Regions from separate parts of the Sparus aurata genome. Here region 2 is linked to region 1. A link is a contact called in public Hi-C data. All regions are on one chromosome and are shown on one strand. Each heading gives the region's core, a stretch centred on a gene start, on an enhancer-like site or on the middle of the called end of the contact. The rest is flanking DNA. Distances are from core to core; before and after follow the strand shown.

The links. A called contact is a pair of places that touch in the nucleus more often than the background predicts.
Region 2: a contact with region 1 is called in a Hi-C map of an unstated tissue, with 4 times the contacts expected there. The contact joins the promoter of smim13 here to the promoter of edn1 in region 1. A contact is called at or near these places in 2 of 2 Hi-C or Micro-C datasets (skeletal muscle and an unstated tissue).

Annotation. Positions count from the first base shown.
Region 1 is chr3:8,280,293-8,285,747 of fSpaAur1.1, forward strand. It overlaps edn1 (endothelin 1), which reads right to left and starts at 2,345. Exons shown (of 5, transcript XM_030413098.1): 1 at 1,851-2,345; 2 at 1,438-1,597; 3 at 878-1,036; 4 at 555-659. The coding sequence starts at 1,911. It overlaps LOC115579548 (a long non-coding RNA gene), which reads left to right and starts at 1,030. Exons shown (of 3, transcript XR_003983675.1): 1 at 1,030-1,175; 2 at 1,467-1,594.
Region 2 is chr3:8,485,344-8,490,798 of fSpaAur1.1, forward strand. smim13 (small integral membrane protein 13) reads right to left here and starts at 2,992. Exons shown (of 2, transcript XM_030412934.1): 1 at 2,484-2,992; 2 at 1-1,202. The coding sequence starts at 2,559. The coding sequence ends at 1,012.

The DNA of each region.
Region 1 (5,455 bases), core at 1,095-3,594:
GTAAAAGGTAAACCTACACCTGGGTGGACTTGAGCTGTCAGTCAAACATTCAAACCACTAAGTAGGCAGAGTGTCAAGCAGAACACACTCTGGAGTGGTTTGAGGAGACTGAATGTTATGTTTCCAATTATTAATGTGTCAGACAAATGGCGCTGCAAATTTGGGAGTCTCAAACATGATGGTACATGAGTGCTGCTGCAGCACAGGAGCTCATTTACTCCCTCAGACAGGGAGGGAGGGAAAGTGATGCAGCTCAATTCAGGTAAATTCCACACAATCTCATAAGTCTTATGGAATTCATAATGCTGCTCTGTCATCATAATGTACAGGGAGTTTAATGCTTTAGGGACTCTTGAAATCTTGAAATTCCTGCCCTCAACACGTGCTAACTGTTTTCATCTCAGGCTCAGAGGGGTTTGACACAGGCAGATATTAACTTGTTGCCCTACAAAAGACCTCTGTGCGAGTGAGGTTATAATTACCACGTCCATTTATTTCTTTGCAAATACGCTCCGAGCTATTCAGCCTCATTGAGTGTGAGCAGGTCGTCTTACCTTTTAATCCTGCCCGTGTCGGCTGCCAGCTTGTGTTTGCACTGCGCCTCGGCACAACCATCGCCCTGGGCGGAGCGGATCACCGTGTCTGGCAGCGTCGCATACCTGAAACAGCGCACGATGAGAGCGGGATCCCATTAACATTATTCACCAGGCAGTTTCGAGACATTATAAAGACGAAACTTGTCCTCACATGCACGCAAATGATAGACTGAGGCGATTTCGAGTATCAGCGACAAAAACTATGATCCGTGTTTGGGTTGTTGTTTTGATCGCGTGCTCATGAGACTTTTCAAAAGTGGGATAAAATGCAAATTACACACCTGAGGTGTTTTTCCATCCGGCAGAAGTTCCTGCATGTGTTGTCTTCTTCGCGGGAACACTGACACCGGGGTCCGCCGCCGCTGCTGCTGGTTGCCATGGAGCCCACGACCGCGCGCTTCGTCCTGGGAGCGTTGCCCAGTCCGTAGGAGACCACGCGCCTGGAAAGTTAACACAGTTCGAATCAAACAAACTGAACTTAACGGTCGGGGAAAACATGTCCTTTTCACGCTAAAATGCGTTAAAGTCTGCTCGTTTAACTTATAAATGTACAAGGGAATGTCACCCAACGCTAACAAGGTATGAAAAACTCTAGTTTATTTTCAGGTAAACTCGCGAAAAGTGTTTTAAGAAGTCGACAACGTACTCAAAATGTTAGCTTAACGTTAGTGTTAGCTAATCATCCGTCTAAAAATACGTGTTGTATTTCAACGTCTATCCAATATTTGGGTGAGTAATTAGCTGAATACTTGTTTTCTGCGGACACTTTCAATTTGTAACCTTCCTAAAGAAAGGTATAACATTTTACGGCTGTTTAAACATTTACATAACGGTGACTTACTCAGGTGTGTTGACCCATATGATGTCCAGGTGGCAGAAGTAGACACACTCCTTGTCCAGGAAAGTGGCGCAGGAGCAGCGTTTGGTCCGCACATGGCGCCCCTGGGTGGTGGTGGTGGTGGTGGAGGCGGTGGTTGTCTCTCCAGAAGGCGCTGCAAGTACTGCAATGAAACACTCATTATTAAAACACTGCATATAAAACATAAAACATTAAATGTCACGAATGTGCATGAAGTTAAAGTGTAATCTGCGCAGTTGCAGCAAGATTGTGCTCTGCAGCTTTGCAGATAGTATTCCAACTTTACTTTATAATAGTAGTTCAACTATTGCTTATATTATGTATAAAAACGTAATGATTCATTCATGTTAATACATAGGTAGAATAGATAGAGAGAAGCGTTCGGCAGAAGTTACCTGTGCACAAAATCCAGGAGTACATCACTGATAACACGGAAATAAAAACGTGTAAATCCATTTTTCAGGTTCGTCTTGGACAAAAAAATATCGCTCGGCAAAAGTAATAATAATCCTCCTGAAGTGTAAAATTAAAGATCCAGTGATTTTCTCTCCGGTACAGTGTCTCGCTGGTCGTCCTCAGAGATTGACGCAGGAGCGGTGCAGAGTCTCTGTCAGTGTGGCCCCACATGTTCAGCCCTTTGACTTTATACAGGAGCGTTCCACCTCCCCTCCTCCTCCTCCTGCTGCTGCTGCCGCTGCTCCGCTCTCTGTTGTCCTTTGGCTCCTACCCAGACGATGATGTTTGTTAGTGGTCGGCGGCTGATAAGCAGCCGTGCAGGCGGAGTGGAAGATTTTGAGATGCCTTGGCCCTGAGTGAGTGGATGATGGGGGAGACGCCGGGTGATTGAATGCGACCTGTACCACACTTCAGTCGGACTCTGTGGCTGAGCTGCAGTGGCAGTAATCAGACGGCAGGTGGCAGGCAAGCGTTGTAGTGGTGAACATTACATAAAGGAGTATATTATAATGTTGAGAGTATAGATAATAAGTGTACTTAGGTAGAAGTAAAACATAACTTTTGCTGAAATGAGCTCAAATAACATTAAAATAGGTAGGGAGACAATAAAACTCTCAAAAAAGTTTAGACAAAAGCATTCAAGAGATAAAACATTACTTAAAAAAAACAAAGACAAAAATAAACTAAGAACAATTAACAGGAGGAGGAGTCATTTACTGTAAGATTTACATTGTTTTGAATTTGGCAGGAGAAAGAAAAATTCCTTGTTTTAAATCACAAAGGACATCAGGAAGGAAGAAGGTAAGAATTAACATTAATAAAAGCCATTAAGAAACACAGTGAGAGTAGAGACATAACTTGAACACAGCGCTAGTGTTGTCAGGATACGGGCGTTTCTAACTTTGATACAACAATATTCAGTATAATTTTCAATACCGGAGGAACACATTGACTATTGAATATTGAGGGCATTAAATTTTGGATGTTTATTAGAAGACAAATATAACAAAATATCAGTTTTCTTGGTTAACAGCAGAAAGACTGTAGTCAACAATAAATACCAAACTCGTATTCTCTTTACATTAAGTTTTAAAAATGACGCAACTGCAGCCAACATTTTCCATATTAACCAGATGCAAATCCTATTTTTTTTTCAGAGCAGTTGGTGCAGCACATTATTCATTCATAATGATCTGGGTTAACAAGTTTATCGAGTGAATACTACTACTACTGTTATGTTGTTATTATTATTGCTTAGCCCACTCAGCTAACGCTCAAGAAGCCTTGAAAGTCTGGCCGCTTCTTCCCACTAATTCACATTGCAATCGTTATACCTGTCAAAATAATTGCAGTTTGATTTTTGTTTCTTCCATGTTGTGCAGCTCTAGTATCAAAGTACCCTGTACAGTAATAATTTTCAAATGTAAAGATGCTGTCCAACATGGTGAGAAGTTTTCTTTATCAAGCTTTCTCATAGCACTACTTTGATACTAGAGCTGCACAACATGGAAAAAACAAAAAAACGTGCTGCAATTATTTTGACAGGTATCACGATTGCATAGTTCCTTTTCCTTGTGTAATTAAAAGAGAGAGAGTTTCAAACCAAGTGGAAGTAATATCACAAGGTTATTTTTTTGAGTACCATCCTTCAACATGCTCATATTGATTCTGATTCAGATTTTTTCTTTAATCTTGACCACTATATTGTGGTGTAGAGTACAAACATAAAACAAAAGCATAATACAAAAGTAAACAACTAGAATAGACTCCCAAGTTCAAGCCAAGTTATTTAAAGCGAAGCAAAAGATTACTCAGAAATGGTTCTAGTTTACAATCTTTGATTCATCTTCAATTACAAAATAAGTTTAAACATATGCGGATGACTAAGTATATTAAGTATTAAGTATTTTGACAAATATTTCATTGTTTTATCAACAATACTTGTGTTTTTACACTTAAATAAAACAAGATATTCATCTCTAAGACAGTTATCATCACATGAAGAACAAAATCTTTTATTCCTTTCCAGACTTTTGTATCTTTCTGTAATTTTAGGAACTCTGAGATTACAAATAACCTGGGCACAACGCTGATTCTCACAAAGTAGATACTTTTCAAACTTAAACTCCTCTTTCAATTCACAATATACCACTTTTGCAAAAACTGAAGTATGGTAATTACTGAAAAAAATTGAATAAAAAGTATGCCAAAAAAACCCCATCTTGATTAGCAATGAAAGTATTTTTAGTTAGCAGCAATGTTGTCACATAGTGAAGTTTGAACTTTGGGTGCCAGCCCACTTTGTGAACAGACGAAGAGGCTGCCAGGTAGGAGGAGAGTTTGCCTTTTGCATGCTCTGGACTGGAGCAGTGAGTTGGAATAAAACTCAAAGTTTAATACTCCTCATTCTCTGTCCCTCAGAATACAGTATTAAACGGTTATACTGGACATTATGTCCAACATTACATAACCGGCACAGGCATTATAATCTATATTCATTTTTTGAGCATGATTCCTGCTGGATGTTAAACATTTCAGCTGGTAATTAGAAGTATCACATGTAAGCAATGTGGCTTAATATACAGATGTTTACATATAAATCAACATTTAGAGTATATGAGATAATCTGTCGCCCTATAATGTTGTCTCACATCATCCATTTGCAATGATTATAACATCCTGTTTGCCCTTTTGCTCCACAACTGCTGCATTTTATTAATTGATAAATGAAAGTACGAACAAGCTCCTAAGTGGCCGTTGATCTCATGCTCTCCTTCCACTAGTTGTAATAAACTGTGGAAAGCGAGGAGTGCTTTATTTCCCTAAAACACATCAGCAGTGGAAAACTGACCTTGCTTATGTGTTCACGCATGCTCCGAGTGGAAATTTCTTCGGTAAAGTTTCCTGACATACTGCACCTCTGAGGCCTTCAATCACAGGCTGGTGCTGTGACTTTCCACTGGTGAGGAGAACAGCTTGTGCTCATGACAGAATCAGACAAAACTGAATAGCATCAGATGCAGCTTTATAAAGTTTTTCTTAAAATATGGATACCTTAGTTTAGGGATGTTGATAGAGATTTCTTTTGCTGATCAGACGCTTCACTTCATCATCGTTTTTGTTTTCTTAGCACTTGCAGATAATGACCTCTAGGTGTCTCTGTTTGCTTTACTATAGCTTCCCCGTACAGGTTTCATTCAGCTGTGGGGTAGAGGAGGGGGTAGAGCGATGGGGTCTGTTCTGTAGATGGATGAGTCACCTTCTGAATGGGGTGGAACAAGGAGGTTATCACTGTAAAGCCTCTTGAGATGAGAGAGAAGTCTCCCTCATTGAGGCCAGATTGCTATGTTTGGTCACAGTCCTCTGGGAGCTCATTACCCTGACTCCTCCTGCACAGTAGGTGTAAAATAAACCAAATATAGTCATAATAAGTATAAAGTCAAATTAATAAAATACCGCTTTTTTGATCAGCAACTACAGATTTTTAATTCAGAGGCATTATTGTGATAATTAGAGGATCCCGAGGTTGTCTCCTGAGGATTAA
Region 2 (5,455 bases), core at 1,742-4,241, 210 kb after region 1:
GCTGATAAAAAGGTGCAAGAGTTACATGAGTTTGACCTGGAGGGAGAATATTATCACATAAATATCGACTAGGCCCTGGTCAGCTTTGATTTGCTCTGTAATGGTAACCGAGCTACTGTCAACCATACAAAGGAGGTCGTGTTACAAACAGTGGATGCCATCTCGACAGGCACTGGTACAGACAAGAGGCACAGGGAACGGGAGAGGGTTCAGACGCTCCTCCAGATCAGCTAATAACACACGGAGCTGCTTCTGAACACCGACAGTCCTCGACACCTTCTCCTCACTCTTCAAGTATAAATCTATAATAAAAAACAAAAGGGTGAAGGAGAAGTTGCAAGAAGAAAAAGGTCACATTTTTTTTTGTTTACACAACTGGAATGAAGCCGTGTCATTCGTCATCTGCCCGGGAAGCTCTGGGGGCGTTTTCTTCTTCTACTGGATGGTCGTCCATAATACAAAGAGTATACTGTGCAGGAAACATCAACATGACAGCGTGAACGATCCTTTCATTGCACTTTGTAACGGTTTTAAGGAACATACAATTGTCAGCTGTACAAGTCGTCTGTTTTTCAGTTTTATCTTGAAATGATGTCGACGAGATCACTTTTAACATTTATCTCCCTCCTCGGTTCAACGCGGGACTCACTTCTGGTAAAAACACAAGACTAACACGTGTGAGAGGATTAAAACATCTGTGTGTGTGTGTGATGGAGCAGCGTCACGCTCCACAGCAGGTGGCAGGAAGCAGCCTCAGACTCAGTACACATATGACTGTACATAATAAAACATATGAACAGATGAAATACAGAAATGGACACCAATGTACATAAATGGCTTTTCCCTTTGAAACCAGGAGATCTGCCTGGTCAGTTTAAAGTGTCCTGATGAAGAGGAGGGCTGACTGAGCGTCCTTGTGTAGTGTAGAGAAGAAGGTCAGTGGGAAACATCTCTGATGAGCGGTCACTGTGAGCAGAGCGTTGGGTGCACAGTGGCTGTCTGGGTGATTTTCTATGCAGTGCTCTCTGGAGAGGCGACTCTTTGGCGTGCCGTCCTGGGCCGATTTCGTGTCGGAGCGCTAGCTGTGCGCTCGCTCTTCGTTTCGGACGGCTGCGTCTCGGCCTGCGGGGTGCTGGCGTCCCCGACAAGTTCACGCAGGAACTTGAATTTGGACAGGAAGAGCTGCCACACTACATACCAACCTGAGGGAGGAAAGAAGAGGAAGTAGATGTTTACAGGAATGGTCAAAGTGCTTTATGAATCAGTTTGATTACATTAAAGTAAGCATGAGGGTCAGTTAACAACTTACTTCCAACGCTCAGCTTACTAATACAAACAATTCTGGCCACTACACAATAAAAAACCCTTTCAACTCAATCCAAACAAAGACGGTAGGCAGAATTGACAAAATCTTACACAATCTGTATGCTGTTAATCAACATTTTTGAGTATTTAGGTGGTCTTGATTAAAAAGTACACTAGAATAAACAGTAAACAGTATATGTTGCATCTGATGAGTACAACAACATGTATTATCATTACTTTCTAACACTGTGTGGACCAAGCGACCTAGATAACACTTAATCTGCATTGATTGTTGCAGTCCTGCTCTAACATTACATACACCTGCTTCTCTGGCTCAGGTGTGTCCAGTCTGGTTAGAGGAGGGTGTCTGATAGCGGTGTACCAAAATATCGATACTACGATATAGGCTATCGCATTGAGGTACATTATCGATACACTGGTGCCAAATACCGATATTTAATCATATTTAAATTGTGGTCAGTGTGTGTGTTAAGAAGAGCCACTGTGCCGTATACACTTTGTTTTACTTGGCTGTCATTCATGTGAAATTGATTGACAATGTTTTGTAATTCCTGTGAAATGGATTCAGTGCAGTCAACAAACTCTGAATTTCTTCAGTGACACAAATATCGTGATGTATCGTGGATGAAATTTCTTGCAATATATCGATTATCACAGAATCGCTGTATCGTGATATTATCGTTATCGTGGGCAAAATATCGTGATAGCATCGTATCGCGAGGTACATGGTGATACCCCGCCCCAGTGTCTGACTGAGGACTGACTGAACTGCAGAACTGAGGAGCAGATAAGGAGCAGCCATGTTTGTGTTCAGACATCTGCCAGACTCCTTCTCTGTGACTGGTAAATATAGAAACTGCTCACTGTAATTGAAACTTGCCGGTTGGAGACATTCAGTACACTCTGACCTGCCTTACAAAGCAACTTTATTAAAAGGAATAGGTGGACATTTTTAGGCTAAACTGTTGATCTACTCCCACAGGAGCGTTGAGTTTTAAGCAAGTAAACATAACAGCATCTTGTTAGCTAGCAGTTTAATAAAGTGACATCGGCCTTATTGACTCACAGTACGATGACAACATTTACAGCAGCCACAAAAAGACTTAGTCAGACAGTGAGTTATGTAAGTTTATGAAGGTTATTCGCTGTAAACTCACCAAACAGCATGAAGAGCAGCGCACAGACGAGTGTGGCCACAATGACCAGCAGTGTGAGTCCGACACTCTGCCACATCTTAGCCGGACACCAGATAGCACCAACAGCATATGGGGGGGAAAGATGCGGTGTAGTTTTCTGCTTCCCTCCCCACACAACAGGTAGCTAGCTGGGTTAGCCGCCTGGCAGCTGCGTTATATAGCCAGCCGAGACGACAGAGAGGAAAACAAACAGCAGCACATTGCAAACTCACACCAGCTTGTTTGCTAGCGTGCGGCTTGCTAGCTGGTTAGCTAGCTGGTTGACAGACGCAGTAGTTTCACACGCCGACAGAGGACCGTGACATTAGCTGACGTTGGCCGGTCACAGCGGGGTAAAGTCCGTCTTCTGTCTGCTACATAACTGCAACATGTACCAGCGAGCTGTCACAGACGAGGCAGAGCTGCAGCTCACTACAGTAACTGGGTTAAGACAACAAAATCAACGTCATGAGACTCGCACTGCGCATGCGCAAGGTCCGTTTGACTTCTGGGTAATGAAGTTTTTTGGTATCAGCGTTCCCACTTTTGTACTTCTTCTATTAATTCTTTAAAAAGCTTTCCAGAAACACAGAAATACACTACATTTCTAAAACTTATTATTTTACATAGATAATTAAGATCTTTTTTTTTATTTTTCATTTTCTTTGAATATGATGATTTCTGTCTTCATAAATAAACAAACTGGCCATAATTTGCCCAAGTTTTTTTTTGTTTGTTTGTTTTCACATGTTTCGGCAGGATTCGGAGAAACTTGTCCATGTGTTAAACTTCAGTTGACTAGAATACTGTAATGATGTCTATAAAGGACTCTCTAAAGAAATCCATCTGACAGCTGCTGCTTGAGTCCTAATAAGGACCAAAAAAAGTCCATTACGTAACTCCAGTTCTTACATCTTTACATTGGCCTCCTGTCTGTCTGGGCAGATATTGCAAAATCCTGCTGTTGGTTTGTAAAGCACTGAATGATTCTGCTATGTTCTGAACCATCCAAACCTCTGAGGTCATCAGGTACAGGTCTGTTTTAAGTCTGTATGTCAAAACTAAACATGGAGAAGCAGCATCTCCTTTAAATCAAGGCTGAGGACCCACTTCTTTTATTGAACGTCAAGGCTCTGATCCTTATCTTGAACTGCACTCTAACTCTTAGTGTGGCGTTAATATGAGCAGATAAAAGGAAAAACACATGTTCAGAAAAATAAATGTTTGCCAAAAATTTGAGCAGAAGCGGTTAAAATGATGACGATGATTAAGTTCATCTTTTTAGAAGAATATCTTTGAATGTTGTTTGGAATCATTGAAAAGTTTTACAGTTAAATTCATACAGTTCTTCACTAGAACTGAACCTACGACACATGAAAGCCCTGTTTCATTTAGTCCAGCAGGTGGAGTCATTACCACACACATCTGTCATCTGGTGAATCGCTTTTTTCAAGTTCTTCGAGTTCTGGGAACTCCGTTTGGTGGGTGTAGCTGTTGTTTTCCAGTATTCTGACACTGCGCGGCACAAGAGCAACTGGAGACTTTCCACAAAATTGTCAGCTCACGTTTTTTCTTCGAGTCGGACTGTGTGAGGTTACACAAGAAGCAGCATTTAACAAGTGCTAAAAGAGGATGTGGGCGTCAAATGTGAGGCTGCGACTTCTTTATGTTGCCTTTCACACTGCTGAGGCATCACAGGACGTGACCTCTGACCTTTGGTGAATTCACGGCTCTATCACATGACAAACTGTAAAGGTCCAAGTCATCCTGTCATGTGTGACATTTACTCATGTGCAGTACTGAAGTATAATTTTAATGTAGCTCACTATCTATTCACTGTATACTTTGTTGTATTTTATATTCAATAGTTTATTTCATTGGACTTGATTAGTCATATTGCAGTTTCTGATAACCAATACAAAATATAAACCAACTAATAAATCATGATGTCTTTTGATTAATTGAGCCACCTGGCATTATTGAAAATGGTTCAAATGAATTTGCTAGCTGCAACTTTAAAGGATAAGTCCGTCAAAAAAAAGAAAGCTCAGTCATTATCTGCTCACCCTCATGTTGCTGGAAAGGCAGGTGAAGTTTTTCCGTCCACAAAACATTTCTGGAGCTTCACAGCAAAACAGCGTTGCACCTTTTTCCTAAGCGGCTGAAGAAGATGGGGTCTTTGCTGTAACTGCTAGGCTACAAGTGGGCACACAAGCTCGGCCATGACCATGATTACACCACACGAGCTGCGTGGTGCAATTCTATGATTTTATCAGTTGTTAAGGAGAATGCTGCAGCGCTGTTTAGCTGCGGAGCTCCAGAAATGTTTTGTGGACTACAAAATGTTACCTGACTGTCCATCGACACGAGGCTGAGTAAATAACGGCGAATTCTCATATTTGGGTGAATTGTTCCTTTAAGGTTTGGCGGTGGCTCAGGAGGTTGAGCACTCGCCCACCAATTGGAAGGTTGTTGGTTCGTCTCCAGGCCCCTGCAGTCTACATGTCAAAGTAAGCTTGGGAAAGATACTGAATCCCAAATTGCTACCGGTGGTTCATGCATGGTATCCTGTGTGTGTGTGCGTGTGTGTGTGTGTGAATGGGTGACTTGTGTTGTATATATGAGTGGTTGCCAAGACTAGACTAAAAGAAGACTAGTAAGTCCATTTACCATTTACAAATAGATACTCAAAATGTCCTCAGTAGAAAAACCTTTGACTCTAATCCGTCAACAAAATGAAAGGAGAATTTCATACCTCACTTTATTCAAAGATTAGATTTCTGTTCTGGAAAATTCATGCAAATTGGTGTATTTTTAATTCAGAATGCATGAATTTAAACACATTTTCAGACAACTTGTAATGCAAAAAATAACTGTGTCGATGTAAGTAATCAACTGGGGAAGATTCATGGTTATATATATTATTTTAAACATTTTACCCTATTCACCTGCAG